Linked DNA regions of Rattus norvegicus: region 2 is linked to region 1. Evidence: chromatin contacts called from public Hi-C data. All regions are on one chromosome and are shown on one strand. The core of a region is the stretch at or near the end of the contact, and the rest is flanking DNA. Distances in the headings are between cores, read along the strand shown. Region 1 overlaps LOC108351748 (a long non-coding RNA gene). Region 2 overlaps Gclc (glutamate-cysteine ligase, catalytic subunit).

The links. Hi-C and Micro-C count contacts between places; a contact is called where the count stands out from the background.
Region 2: a Hi-C map of the A7r5 cell line shows a contact between it and region 1, with 9 times the contacts expected there. The contact joins two enhancer-like sites. A contact is called at or near these places in 10 of 12 Hi-C or Micro-C datasets (the A7r5 cell line, the Rat2 cell line, frontal cortex and 6 more) and 1 of 1 datasets of contacts at active chromatin or transcription factors (oligodendrocytes).

What each region holds. Positions count from the first base shown.
Region 1 is chr8:87,355,214-87,358,855 of GRCr8, forward strand. It overlaps LOC108351748 (a long non-coding RNA gene), which reads right to left. Exons shown (of 9, transcript XR_010054220.1): 7 at 1,695-1,839. Among named protein-coding and RNA genes, the nearest start is that of Klhl31, 39 kb to the right of the region's middle. Within about 2 kb of position 1,753, at least 14 of the 93 cell types and tissues checked have an H3K27ac peak or open chromatin away from gene starts, as enhancers often do. A contact at or near this core is called in the A7r5 cell line, where this site is marked.
Region 2 is chr8:87,529,812-87,533,453 of GRCr8, forward strand. It overlaps Gclc (glutamate-cysteine ligase, catalytic subunit), which reads left to right. Exons shown (of 16, transcript NM_012815.2): 2 at 157-269; 3 at 1,232-1,414. Among named protein-coding and RNA genes, the nearest start is that of Gclc, 21 kb to the left of the region's middle. Within about 2 kb of position 2,055, at least 11 of the 93 cell types and tissues checked have an H3K27ac peak or open chromatin away from gene starts, as enhancers often do. A contact at or near this core is called in the A7r5 cell line, where this site is marked.

The DNA.
Region 1 (3,642 bases), core at 503-3,002:
AGCCACAGATGTGCAATGTCTCCGTTACTGTGGGACTTCAAGAGGGCACAGTGCTGGCTACCCATAAGCCCTCAAATCGAAAGCTCCGGCTGGGATCCTGGAGTCGTTTCACACCATGGCTTCCATGTGGAGGTCAGAACAACTTTGTGGATGAAGTCAGTTCTGTCCTACAGGAACAGAGCACAGGTCACCAGGCTTGTCCATCAAGCACCGTTAGCTGCTGAACCATCTCACTGGCCCACTGTGCAGCGTTTAGATAATTTCCTACAAGAAATAGTCATCTATTTTTAGAGCTGCATATTATTCCCTCCAATGGAACTGTTATAATTATCTGAGGTTTGGGTTTCTAGCCTTTAACAGCTGAACAATCTCTCTATACCCCCACTACCCACTTTTTTGAGACAGGATCTTGCTAAATAGCTCTGACTCTAAGAGAACTCACTGTGTAGGCCATGCAGGATTTGAACTCTCAGAGATCCACCTGCCTCTGCTTCTTGAGTGCTGGGATTAAAGGCATGCATTACTATGCCCAACTGGAAATATTATCATTTCTAATCAGTCTCCTATTGATGTGTAATATTTCTCTCAGTCTTTGATATTCCGATGACTGACCTTACACATAGATAATGTCATATAGAAAAAAATTCCTGAAGTGAAATTGGCAGGTCAGTGATAGAGAATTTTAAAAACCTTCTAATTTTGGTAAATGTCCTCTATAGGGGTTTGCTACTTATTAAGGCAATATTTGCAACCACCAACTTAACTTGTTTTAAATATATAGCTTGAATAAACACCTTGTAGCATAGCAAAGAACACATTTAATCCCCATGTCCATGTTCCTGACATAAACTGAGGAATCTGAAATTTTCTGAGTGTCAGAACAGTCAGTCTTTTGCTGGGACTCGAACTCCCAGCAGGACTTGATTAGCTTCTGGGTGAGGAAGAAGAAGAGATGGCCATGTTATTGGACAGTTGGAAAGTCCAGCTCCATTGTCTGACATCTGGGGGAGGAAAGAAACTATAGAATTGAGTTCATCTTCCAGGGGTATGAACATTTCTGTGTGCTCAGAAGACAGTGATTCCTAAACTCGTCTCATATAATTCTCACCTCCTGCACATAGAGGAGACTGACCAACAACAGACCAAACAAAGCGAAGCCCAGCTTTATCACACACACACACACACACACACACACACACACACACACACACACACACACACACACTGTTCTTAAACTGGAGGCTTGATGTCTCTGAGTACAAAGCCACAGCAGAACTTCCCAGTTAGTGGTAAAGAAGTCTGAGTTTGAACAAAACCCCCTGTGGTTTTTAGATCTCTAAGCTTACAAGTGAAAGACTTAGTCACAGTGAGTAACCACCCACCCCATCCCGACACCTCCCCCGCTCCCCCCCCCCCGCTCCCACCCCCCCCCCGTTCCCCCCCCTCCCGGCAGTGGACAGTCACCAAAAACTCCTGGAGACTCATATAGCAGGGTCGCAGTGAGTCCTGGCCCCTGGCTACATTTCTTAGAGTAAACGAAAATAGTAACAGGAAAACCCAGTTTGCGATGTCTGTCTGATGTGTGATTTAGGACCTTAAACTTTCATTATAGAAATGGAAGACTGGGATCCCCAAAGGTCGAACCCTGGGAAAGGAAAGATCTGTTATCTAACTCGGAATAGGAACATATTTACCCTGAGGGTGGCAGCATCGGCTTGCCGCTGTGTTCCAGACTAGTCTGGGACGTATTTGTTGGCAGAAATCTTTAGGAAGTGGTGTGAGTCATTAAAATGAAACGGACTCGCTTCTCCTTCCCGCTGGGTACTTGGCTTCTGTTTTCTAAGGAACATTAGGATAAACGTTAACTTAAGGAAGCCGAAGGGAGAGCATGATAAGTAAGCATTGCTTTTCAGTCTCAACATCTCACTTAGCTCTGAAGTGTGCTTGACAAAGGGCCGGGTCAGAGTATTAATCTATTCCCTCCCTCTCCTTCTCTTCCTCCTCTCCTCTCCAACCTCCCCGCCCCTCGTTTTGTTTTGTTTTTTTGTTTTTTTGTTTGTTTGTTTGTTTTGGTTTGGTTTTTTTTTTTTGTTTTTGGTTTTTTTTTTTTTCTTCTCTTCTTTTCCCACCTTTCCAGACAGCCACCATTTAAGCCCTCACATTTTTAAAAGGTTTTTCCCTCTTTTTGTTTCTCTGTGATCTGCTGGAGACGGATTTAACCTGAGCTTTGAAAGGTCTTGGGCATCCCTCCGCTGTGGACACTCGCTGTGCTGGGCTCTGAATGGCCCAATGGAACCTCAGCCTTCCGAGCCTCCCTGGGAGGATCATTTCCTTCTACATTGTTAGACTCTGACACCTGCATTCCAAGAGGCTTCTTAGCTCTGCCACCTGCTGAAGCCTCAGACACGGCTAAGCAGCAGCCTTGGTGATAGCAAGCCTGGTGACAGGAGTTAGCCACCAAGCTTTGTGCCAATCGGAAGCTACTTCAAGGCCACCCAGCAAGACTGGAGGCACTTTGGTAGACAGCTTCCCCTTTCAGATTTTGAAAACAAAATGGTGTGTATTTGTTGTGGTCATGGATAAAATGTATTTGTGTATGCTCTTACTTTGTTACTTTTAAAAAAGACTTCATTGCGTCTCTTCACTGTACTTAGTACTGGGTTATGTAAGGATGTTTTCATGGTATATATTATGCACTGGCCTTCTCACGTGTTCTCTCCCCTGGCTGTCTTCTGGAATATGTTGTTTCACCCTTCTGTTTATAGGTTATATGCTCTATTTTTTTAACTTTTCTTTTTTTAATTTTATTTTTCTTGGACAGTTTATGTATTTACATCTCAAATATTATCTCTTTCCCATACTCCCTCTCCACTCCCCCTGCTTCTATGAGGATGCTCCCACTTCCACCCACCCACTCCAACCTCAATGCCATGGCATTGCCCTACATTGGGGAAATGAGTCTTCATAAGACCAAGGGCTTTTCCTCCTATTCATGCTGAACACTGCCATCCTCTGCTACATATGTAGCTGGAGTCGTGGGTCCCTCCATGTGTACTCATTGGTTGGTGGTTTAGTCCCTGGGAGCTCTGGTGGGGTCTGGTTGGTTAATACTGTTGTTCTTCCTATGGTATTACAAACCCTTCAGCTCCTTCAGTATTTTCTCTAACTCCTCCAATGGGTTCCCCTGTTCTCAGTCCAATGGTTAGCTGCAAGTATCCTCATCTGTATCAGTAGGGCTCTGGCAGAGCCTCTCAGAGAGCACACATATCTGGCTCCTGTCAGCAAGCACTTCTTGGCATTAGCAATAGTGACTGGGTTTGGTTGGTGCATATGGGATGGTTCCCCAGGTGGGGCAGTCTCTGGATGACCTTTTCTTCAGTCCCTGCTCCACTCTTTGTCCCTGTATTTCCTCCTGTGAGTATTTTGTTCTCCCTTCTAAGAAGGAACGAAGCATCCACACTTTGATCTTCCTTTTTCTTGAGCTTCATATGATCTGTGAATTTTTTCTTAGGTATTCCAAGCTTTTGGGCTAATATCCACTTATCAGTGAGTGCATACCATGCGTGTTCTTTTGTGACTGGGTTACCTCACTCAGGATGATATTTTCTGGTTCCATCCATTTGCCTAAGATTGTCATGTAGT
Region 2 (3,642 bases), core at 805-3,304, 170 kb after region 1:
GCTCTGCAGGCTTTTATGTTATGGAAAGGGCTTGTAGTACTAGCACGTGTGGCTGGCCCCATTTTCTGTGACTCCAGCCTTTACATTTCTCTATTTCTGAAGATCATGTTGAGTCCAAGCCTGGAAAAACATTAATCTCTTTATTACTTTCCGCAGGTGGAGTACATGTTGGTGTCCTTTGATCATGAAAATAGGAAAGTCCAGTTGTTACTGAATGGCGGCGATGTTCTTGAAACTCTGCAAGAGAAGGGGGAGAGGACAAACCCCAAGTAAGCTGATCCCTCAAGTCTCAGCCTAGTGCTTCTGAGCCCTTGGAGTAACCAGGACATAGGCTCTTTCCTCAGCTGTCTAGAAGGCAGGACGATGGAGGGTAAGAGGGTAGGCTTGGGTGCCAAGCTAGAGTCTCTGGTTCTGGCTCATCTAGTTGGTAGGTGAGTAGCCTTGAGCAACCCTCTGTGCCTCAGTCTCCTCATCTCTATAAACATGTGGCTAACAGTAGTTATCTCACAGGCATTTCAGAATACTCAGTACGGTCAGCTACAGGGTGGAGAGATTTTTTCTTAGACACATTTCTGAAATGTGATTGAGATCCGAGCAGAGTCTGGAAGCAGTTTTGTTTTGGCAACATGAGGTTTACGTCTGTCTGTCTGTTTGTTTGTCTGTCTTTTCCTTCTCTTTCTCCTCCTCCTCCTCCCCACCCTCTTCTTCATCTTCCTCCTTCTTTTGCTTGCTTTTTTGTTAGCTTGTTTTGTTTCTCAAGACAGGGTTTCTTTGAGTAGTCCTGGCTGTCCCAGAGCTTGCCCTGTAGACCACGCTGGTCTTGAACTTAGATCTGCCTGCCTCTGCCTCTTACTTGCTAGGATTAAAGACATGTGCTACACACCTGACCTTTTAGTGCTGGTTAAATATTTCTTTACCTGGGAGTAGAGAGGGGCCAGGGGCATCTCTCTAGTTCATTTTCTATTTGGTCGCTTTGGGAAGCTGCATTTGAGAACCTCAATATTAGCCTGTAAGGCCTTCCTTCCTTCCTTATAGAGTGGACTAGCTTTGTCCTAGACAGAATACTTGTGTGCATTTTCAAAAACTTATAAATATTCTGAACTCAACATTTAGTAGCCGTAAGTAGTTGAAAAGCAATGGAAAATTTACAGCTTTAATAAGCCTCTTTTTTAAAAAAATTAAGTGGACTATAGCAAAAGAATAAGCTGAAATCATAATGACTTCTCTACAGCCACCCAACCCTCTGGAGACCAGAGTATGGGAGTTACATGATTGAAGGGACACCTGGCCAGCCGTACGGAGGAACGATGTCCGAGTTCAACACAGTGGAGGACAACATGAGGAAACGCCGGAAGGAGGCTACTTCTGTATTAGGAGAACATCAGGCTCTTTGCACGATAACTTCATTTCCCAGGTTAGTTCCTACGTTAACATGTTCTAGCAGGAATATCAGACTGAGGTTATGAAGAAAGTAAATCCTGACCTGCTCATTTTCCTCTACAATTCTTACACTTGTTCATACTGTTGGACAGTACAGCACTATCATCCTCAGAGTTCACTTTAAGGAACTACTGCACAAGTGAGTCACTCCCCAACCGGCTTGTGCTGGAGGTCGGACTGCTGACATTTGATACATTCTTACATTAGGACTGCTACAAGCATTGCATAGCAGCTTCATGGTGGGCGGGCTGTGCCCTGGTAAGGGTACACATCTGGACAGGGTTGGAAATGACCCTGTGACTGGTGACTGGTGGCAGTGTGGGGAGAGTGTGGCTCCAGCTCACTGGGGAGGAGCCCAGTCTCCTGTCAGTGGACTGTAGCAGCTGTACTCGCAGACCCGACCTGAAGGAGCATCTGCCCTCCAGCACCTCACTGAGTATTCTGAGCTGTGGATCCCAACCCCCAGAGAGCCTTTGAACTTGGAGGAGGGAGCATACTTTCACAATCTGGCAGATATCTAGCACAGATAAGTGAGATCACGGGGAGGGAGCAGGACCTTGGGGCACACTTGTTCCTGGAGTGCTCTTGCCAGATACTGACTGAACAAGCTGAGTCACATTTGTATTGTGCTGGAGATTGGGGGTTTGTGACCAATAGTTAGGACGGTGAATACCAGTAAGTAAACATAGGGAAGTGTGTTCTCAGATTAGAAAGGGATCCGCGAATGTCCAATGTTGAGTGTAGAGCTCCTGTGTAAGACTGGGGTTCTGCTCAGAAAGCTCACTTATCTATGCTGATGTCTGCCTCCTCCATCAAAAGAGTTCTGGGGTTGAGTATCCTTAGCCTTAAAGCACTAAACTATTGTGATGCTGCTTTTTCTTCTGAAAACATGCACCATTGATCCTAGAAGGACGTTATTTTAAATGGAATTGATAGCTTTTACCTCCCTATTGTCATTCCTGCATACAACAGATAAGTCACTTGTCATATACTTAGAGACAGAGACTCTGGGTGCCTTTTCTTTGCCAGACCCAGAGAGGCTTTGCTCATCAGAGCTGAGGAGACAGCAGAGATTAGTCAAATACCTATTATATAAATATATAATGATGAAATTAAGGAGTGGCATGAGGTGTGGATATGGCTGTGGGTTCTGGGGTAGGGAGACTTCTCCACAGGAAGATGACTGGAGTGATATCCAAAACTCTAGAAGGAGTTTCATAGGAGAGGGGGCAGAGGGACTCTGGGGGAAGAGGAGTCACGGAGAGAGCCTGGTGGGGGGAAGAAGAAAGGGAGTTACCCACTGTGACCAGGAAGCTGGGGTGCAGGTGACTGCTGAGGCCAGGCCGGCAGTTATGAACTTTGATTGCTATTCTGAAAGCATTCGAGACTTTGGGAATCTAGGCTGGGTAGATTGTATCACACGTTTGCTTTGTAGCCCTCATCTGGGCTGTTGGCGTGAGAGCAAATGCATAGCGGGTGCCAGGGCGTGCCAGGCGAGGGAAAGGGCACTCCTTAGGCAATGTTGTGGTGACATGGGTGATGGTGGGCAGTGACAGTGAAAAAAGTGATAGAATCAGCTAACCTGCTGGAGAGCAGGGGACAGATGAAGGTGACCTTAGGTGACTGGTGGGAAACCTTGGGATAATGGAGTAGCAGCCTAAGAATCATGATTGGCTGTGGGTGTTGCTTGTCAACTTTTAGCAAACTTGGAAATGCAATGTCTTACGTTTTGCTTTCTCTCCTTAACATAAGAGAGCTATACATCTCTCTAGCAAACTAAGGCGGGGCAGGAGGAGGCAGCACAAAGCAGAACCATTTTAGACATTGAAGAAATGTGCAGCATTGAAAGACTGTTCTTTCTGGGCCACATTGTCTTTGGTTAAACTCTATTGTGTATTTTGCTTCGGTTAATGGCTCTGTGTAGAATAGTTCTTCTCTGGAAAAAAGTTTATAGTGGCTTCTTCTATGTTAGAGAGAATTGAATAGGTTCCGTTCAAAAAGTCTGCGTCCGTTCTCTCTTGTTTTTCCTTCTCCTCTTCTTCATTTTCTTCAGTTATTGTTTAGTTTTGCTTTTCTTTTCCTTTTCTTTTTGAGACAGGGTTTCTCTGTGTAGCTCTGGCTGTCCTAGATCTCGCTCTGTAGACCAGGCCTCTAACTCAGAGAATTGCCTGCCTCTGCCCAGTTCTAGAAAGCTAGGATTTC